Regions from separate parts of the Mus musculus genome. Here region 1 is linked to region 2. The links are chromatin contacts, called in public Hi-C maps. All regions are on one chromosome and are shown on one strand. The core of a region is the stretch at or near the end of the contact, and the rest is flanking DNA. Distances in the headings are between cores, read along the strand shown. Region 1 holds the start of Tpcn1 (two pore channel 1). Region 2 overlaps Rbm19 (RNA binding motif protein 19).

Region 1 (3,163 bases), core at 66-2,565, 420 kb before region 2:
CACTCACATACACGTAGGCACCCACAGATACATATAAAGTAAAAATAAATAAAGCTTTACGTTATTTTAAAAGAGCGTGTACGGCTTTTTGAAAGGACTAGAGTTTAGTCCCCTGCACCTATGACAGGTGGCTCACAACTGCCCACCCGTAATTAATTTTAGCTCCAGAGGATCCAAAACCCTTTGTCTGTATTCACATTCACATACCCCACCAACGCAGACATAGTGATAATAATATTAATAATGATAATAAAACTTTAACAATTAAAGGGGAAAAAACCTAATTAGACCAAGGGTGGTGGCACATGCTTTTAATCCCAGTACTCAAAGGCAAAGACTGGTGGATCTCTGTGAGTCTGAGGCTAGCCTGGTCTACAGAGTGAGTTCGAGACTACATAGTGAGACCTTGTTCCAAAATCAAAACAAACAACAAATCCTTATTTTAAGCATACACTGAAGGGGGTCACGCACCCAGCAAGCTGACCTCTGAACATAGTGCGGACAGTGGGCACCAAAACAAACCAACCCATCCAATTACTTGAACTAAGTTCACTCGATGTGAACTTCACAAATGGTATCAGTAAGAGATGAGGAGAGGGACTATGAAATGGCAGGTGGACCAGACAGGAAGCAAGACTATCAGAAGAGGATACTTGATGGTGCTTGCAGGAGGCCTAGAGGAGGACAGGATGGAGGTTGGGCAAGGGAGTGAGGACCTGGAGCTGGACGGGATGGCAAGTGGGGCGCGGACGCCTGGAGGGGAGAAATCACTGGACGGCGTGCCTACTAGGTGCACACAGCCTGCAGCCTGGGGCTTCCCCGCTGTCACTCACCAGCTCCTCAAGATGCAAGTTTCTTGGCCCACAGTTAAGCAACTCGGCGGCCCTTATGTTGCTAGGTTACGAGCCACTCTTAGAAGGCGGGACTTTGAGTTTGACTGACATTCTTTTTCACCATTTAACTTCGAATCGGGTTGCGTTGGCTCCGCCTCCTGAAAGATGGCCAATCAAAATCCCCGCCTCTCTGACGTTTCGCCAATGGAAAGACGCAGGATTCCTGTTGGTTGCGCGAGTGAGGCGGGGGTGGGGGTGGGGTGGGGAGGAAAGGGGTGTTGCTTCCTCGCCCCGCCCTCCCTTTGGGAGGAGGGCTGTGAGAACGCTGAGTGACGTGTAGTCTACCCTGTCAAATTTCATTGCGACCCCTCTGATGGCCAGTAGGCTGTGGCCTAGGGCCGTGGGCGGGGCTTTCGGGGCTGAGTGACAGGAGTCGGCGGATGCGAAGGCTGGCGCAGCTGCCGCTGTGGCAGCGGTGAGGCGGCGGTGGCGGCTGCTGAGGCTCCGCGCTGGGGATATTGGCGGCGGCAACTGCGGGCTGAGCTACGCTGTGCAGACCCAGTGCACAGTGCGGGATCCCGGGACGGCGCGTGTAAGGATCCGAGGGGTGCGCGATCTTGGCCCGAGGGCAAGGGTCAGGGGTCAGAAGGTGCAGAGAAGGGGCTGGGGCTGAGTGCTCCAGAAGCCCGAGGCGGGGCCCTGGGAGGTGGCCGGCATGCTCTCTCCTTGCGGATCCCCTTCTCTCTGCACCCCTTTTCTTTGGCCTGACTTCCTGGGGCGACCCGGATCGCGATGGGGATCGTGGGGAGCTAGAGCCCCCGAGCGACCCTTCCTCCCTGCTCACCTCCCTGCTGTGTCCTCTTGTGACCTGGCCGGGGACTCCTGCCTGGGTCAGTCTGCCTCAGGGGACAGATCGCAGGATGGCAGCTAGCTATCTGATTCCGGGACCTTCTTCCAGGGGTGACCTTACCCCAGGGGTGACTCGCTGGGTCTCCGCTAGAGAGAGAACCAAGGTCTGCCAAAGGGCTGGACCTTAGGAGCTCCGAGTCTGCTGTGTGACCTTGGACAGTTTACTTACCCTCTCTGGGCCCCGTTTCTTTCTCTTTGAAAAGTCATAGGCTCTTCAGGAGGCAAAGGCAGGAGAATGGCAACTTCAAAGCTTCAAAGCTCCATAGGGATATCCCTACCACCAAAGACAAAAAACAAGAAAGCGGTTGGTGGATTTCGCCTAAGTGGAGTGCAGTTTCTAGGAATAGTTGGTGGGGCTGCGCTGAAGTGGGCAGTGTCCCCTGCGTTCCATGACTACTTGTGGCTCTTTACTTGGGAGAGGCCACGCTAAGCTGCCTCATGTATCAAGTGGGCGCTAACCAACTGAGGGCAGAGCCGTTGAGTCGGAGCCAGGAGGTTGTTTCCTGTGGGTGGGGTCTACAGCTGTGTACTGTAGATGTTCAGTAGCCTCTCTGGACTCCCTCGCAATCAATCCCAAGTTGTGATGCTGGAAATATTTCTAGACAGTGGGGACAAAGTCACTCCAGGCGAGAGCCATTGAGGTGAGACCAGGCATGTTAGAATGGAGTCATGCATCCCGCTGTTAAAATGTAAAACCCACTGGGAGGATCTCCCTAGGATGCTAGTGACGAACATTAGAAACCTGTTGTCATGCGTTGGGAGAGCTTCTTGCCTTCCAAGTGAATAGCGAGAACACACTGTTAGAGCCTCCTCCTCATGGCCTCAAAGTACATCCTTGTAATCCCTCTGCTGTGGAGTGCGTTAGAAGTGTGAGCCTAGTCTATGCAAGGCACTGGGGGAGGAGAGAGTTAAGCCAAAATTCAAAACACACTGCAGTTCTTTAGGCAGCCAAATGACGGGTATCTTGTGGGAGTTCCTCTTCTGTCTCCCCTTGTTGAGATTTCCAAGCAAAATAAATTCTCAAATCTGGAAAAGGAAAACAAAAAACACAAACGAACAACCCCCTCCCCACCCCCCACTTGCAGGAACTTTGCCAGGCAGAGTCTTTCAGGCTTAGCAGGCTGCTGCAGAAAGTGGTGTTTATCTCCGCTGCCGCCACCGCCTCTGTTAAGAGAGACAGGCTGTCTCTGCCTGGTGATGTTCCCATCCATCGTTCCTGGAAAGGGGGCAGACATTGCCCAGTTGTCCTGCCGAGGATTGGTTTGGAGGCGGACTATGTCTGGTGCACTGGCCACAGTTGGAGGCAGCAACCTGCTGCTGTCTCTAAGTTCAAAGGTCCCCGGGCAGATCTGCTGAGTCCTGCCTTTCTTTTTATCTCAGTAAGCAGAAGCCGGTCTGTGTAAACAGCTTCTCGAACAGGC
Region 2 (3,361 bases), core at 467-2,966:
CGAATCCGTCGGATTATGACACCAAGGATGAACGCACCATTCAGACTAAACTGTCTCAGGGTCTTCATTAGAAGCAGGCTCTGGGGGCTGGTGAGATGGCTCAGTGAGTAAGAGCACCTGACTGTTCTTCCAAAGGTCCAGAGTTCAAATCCCAGCAACCTTATTGGTGGCTCACAACTATCCATAATGAGATATGACTCCCTCTTCTGGTGTGTCTGAAGACAGCTACAGTGTACTTACATATAATAAATAAATAAATCTTAAAAAAAAAAAAAAAGCAGGCTCTGGGAGCCAGGGTAGGGTGTGGGAAGAAGGGGTCATGAGGTGAGCAGGGGCTGGGACCCACAGGCGAAGCCAGGGCACTGAGCCAGAAAATATTCTTTCCACTGACCCATGGCTGCTCAGGCCTGCTCCCCAGAATGCATGCACAGCCCCACCTGCTCACACCTGCTTGGAGCAGGTCACAGTGGGCTGTGGCTGGTCACCCCACAGAGCATCTGGACTTCCATCAGTCTTCTATCAGACTTCTATCACCTCTCCTGAGTGCCTGGACTTGTATCAGCCTCTCCCCCTTCCTCCCAGTCCTCACACACCCTGCCACACCCTGTCAGTCACTTTAGGGATGCACTCCAACACTCAAAACATAATGACAGTTGCACATCATCGGCAACCATGCAGGCGTGAAGCTGCTTTGTAGTTGTTCTCCAGAACTACTGACTGTCTATACTAAAGCCAAGTTAGGGGCAAAGAGCCTCCTGGCAACTGGATCCTGACCAGGGATGGTGACCAGGAAGATAGGAAGGGGAAAGGAGAAAGGCAGGTCTTCCTGGGCAAGGGGGAAGATGCCCCACTGAGAATGCTAGACAGCCAGGTCACTTCCACCACCACCAACTGGCAGTGAAGAAGGAGCTGAAGCATGGCTGAGGTGTGGCTACTGGGTGCTGCCTTCTCTGCAAGGGTACAGAGCGATGTACCCCAAGACTCAAAGGTCTCTATGGCCTCCTGACATTGTCTCTAGGAAAAGAATTCCCAATCCCCATGCTGTAGGGAAGCAGAACCTTTAGGCCAAGGAAGACTGTATAAAGGGCAGAGAGAAGGATGCCACGTGCTGTCACTGTGGCCTGGCGCTCACAGTTGCACAGGGTGGCAGCCTTCCTTCATCTAGCACCAAGTCTCTAGACGGAGGGACAGGCGCTCAGGCAGACTCCCCCCCCCCCTTCCCTCCTTCCTTTTCCCAGAGTGGTTGACAAGGGCCCAGGGTTAGCAGTGGCAGATTCCAAAAGGCTTTAGGAAGTGACAGTTGGCAGCCACTGTTACGGTGGGGTGCACACACATTTTCTATAAAGGTCGGATCATAACTGGCTATGGTGTTGTGACTACTCGGCTCTCCCTGTACCTGGAAAGCAGCCAGTGGACAGACATGGCTGGCTGTTGATAAAACTTTATTAAAACACTGGAAAAAACATGGCAGTGAGCAGCTATGTTGTACAGAGGTGGTGGCTGCACTGCACTGTATAACCTGGGTATTCTAGGGACATGCAGGGAGGGTACAGGACGGACGAAGTACAAGACAGTCTCTCCTGAAGGCTGAGACTAAGGAAACCTCTCTTCCTGAGCCTTGAGTGACAAGCTGAACTGGGCATGCCTGGAGGAGTGCTGGCCTCTGGAGCCCCCTGGCCAGACAGCTTACCATTCACGTGGAGACTTTCTAAGCAAACACAGACCGACCTTTAACCCTGATCACTAGGCAGCCAAGGGAGCAGAGTGCAAAGTAGGCTATGACCTAGGGGTGGCCTCTGTGAGCATATGCAAGGGGCTGGCATTTGTTGGTCCCCCAGCTCAATTCTCTTCCTCCATGTTCTGACTGCACTCTAGGAAGGCTCTCTGCTATTCACTGATGCTGTGTCTCCTGGATGCTGATGGCTGGACAGACCCAGTGGCACCTGGCACCTTCTGTAGAAAGCATATGCTGACTGCTGGGTGAGCATACGCTTAGCTTGCCCCAGCTTCTCTGTTTTGTGTGTCTCTCTCACCCTATCATGACCAGGGTGATCCTCTGGGGCAAGCCACAATGACCCCACCTGAGGTCTTGCTGCGAAGTCTCTCACCTCCTACTCTGCCTCACGGAGTCCCCTGCCCCCGACTCTAGACACAGTTGCTACACTGTGCTCTTGAACAGCTCCTGAGTATCTAGCTGGGACCACCACATCCTGGGGAACTCCCAGGCAAAGGAGGAAGTGGAAGAAGGAAGTAAACTGCTCTAGAGGACAGCACTGAGGAGCTCTGGCCTTCTGGACACTTCTGACAACTGACACTAGCAGAAAGGCCCCAGAACCCACCCCACGACAACATTGCAAGGCTCCAGAACCCACCCCATGACACTGCAAGGCTCCAGAACTCTACCCCACCCCACATCCTGGAAGGCTCTAGAACCCCACCCATGGCACTGGAAGGCTCTAGTATCCTACCCCATCATACTGGAAGGCTCTAAAATCCCCACCCCATGGTACTGGGAGGATCCTCAAACCCACCCAGCCCTGCTCAGGGTTGTGAGGAAGCCTTGGTAGGAAGTCTGGGGGATGCCAGGTTGGCGGCTGGGAGGTGACCACTTTTCCAGAGCAATAGGGTTTGGCCTGTCGTGTGCTCCTTCAGCACCCGAGGAAGCAGCTAGTGACGGCCAAGCCCGAGGCCAGGAGTAGAGATGCCACTGCAGGCACTGACAGAGCCAGTGTCTGGAGAGCAGGCTGGAAGGAAGGCCTTGGAGGCTTCCCAGAGAGGCATGGGGGATGGTGGGCAAGGGAGACGGCGAGCAGTGAGCAGCACTGATTCATGCCAGCGCGCCTGCCAGCACTCAGGGAGGGCAACTCGCCCAGGCTGGGACAACTGTTATTTTTAAAGTCTGGGAAAGAAAACAATAATAAACAACAGCGTGCACGACAGCTAGTGAGTTTTGAGAGAGGGGGAGAGCAGGAGATGAATCTGTGAGCTGCACCATTTATTTGGGGCCAAACAAACTGACACAGGACTCCATTCAATCCCACAGGGAAAGCGGAGGGGGCAACGGTGTGGTCCATCAGTGTCCGAGAGCCAAGGGATCTGGGTAGAGACAAGCAGGCCAAGAGAGGACCATCTCCCAGTGGGCGGGTCCACGGGGCAAAAGGAGGCAATGATTCAAATAAAAAATAAAATAAAATAAAATAAAATAAAATTCAACCAGGGCCAGGTGGGATCGAGTGTGGGAAGCTCAGGGGAGTCAATGGAGAAGGGTGAGGGCCTTGTGGCCATTAGTGTTCAGCTCACAGGTGGGTTAGCAGCACTTTTCTCAGAGGCGGCAAGGTGAGGAAGAGGCCATGGCTACAGA

Evidence for each region. Hi-C and Micro-C count contacts between places; a contact is called where the count stands out from the background.
Region 1: a contact with region 2 is called in a Hi-C map of the HPC-7 cell line, with 2.6 times the contacts expected there. The contact joins the promoter of Tpcn1 here to the enhancer-like site in region 2. A contact is called at or near these places in 2 of 39 promoter capture datasets (cranial neural crest and second pharyngeal arch cranial neural crest), 1 of 484 Hi-C or Micro-C datasets (the HPC-7 cell line), 3 of 115 datasets of contacts at active chromatin or transcription factors (embryonic forebrain, embryonic midbrain and neural tube) and 1 of 9 other capture datasets (pancreatic islet).

Annotation. Positions count from the first base shown.
Region 1 is chr5:120,586,765-120,589,927 of GRCm38.p6, reverse strand. Tpcn1 (two pore channel 1) reads left to right here and starts at 1,315. Exons shown (of 28, transcript NM_145853.2): 1 at 1,315-1,425. Iqcd (IQ motif containing D) reads right to left here and starts at 905. Exons shown (of 5, transcript NM_029408.2): 1 at 834-905.
Region 2 is chr5:120,164,091-120,167,451 of GRCm38.p6, reverse strand. All of the region lies in intron 21 of Rbm19 (RNA binding motif protein 19), which reads right to left. Among named protein-coding and RNA genes, the nearest start is that of Gm10390, 27 kb to the right of the region's middle. Within about 2 kb of position 1,716, at least 85 of the 459 cell types and tissues checked have an H3K27ac peak or open chromatin away from gene starts, as enhancers often do. A contact at or near this core is called in the HPC-7 cell line, where this site is marked.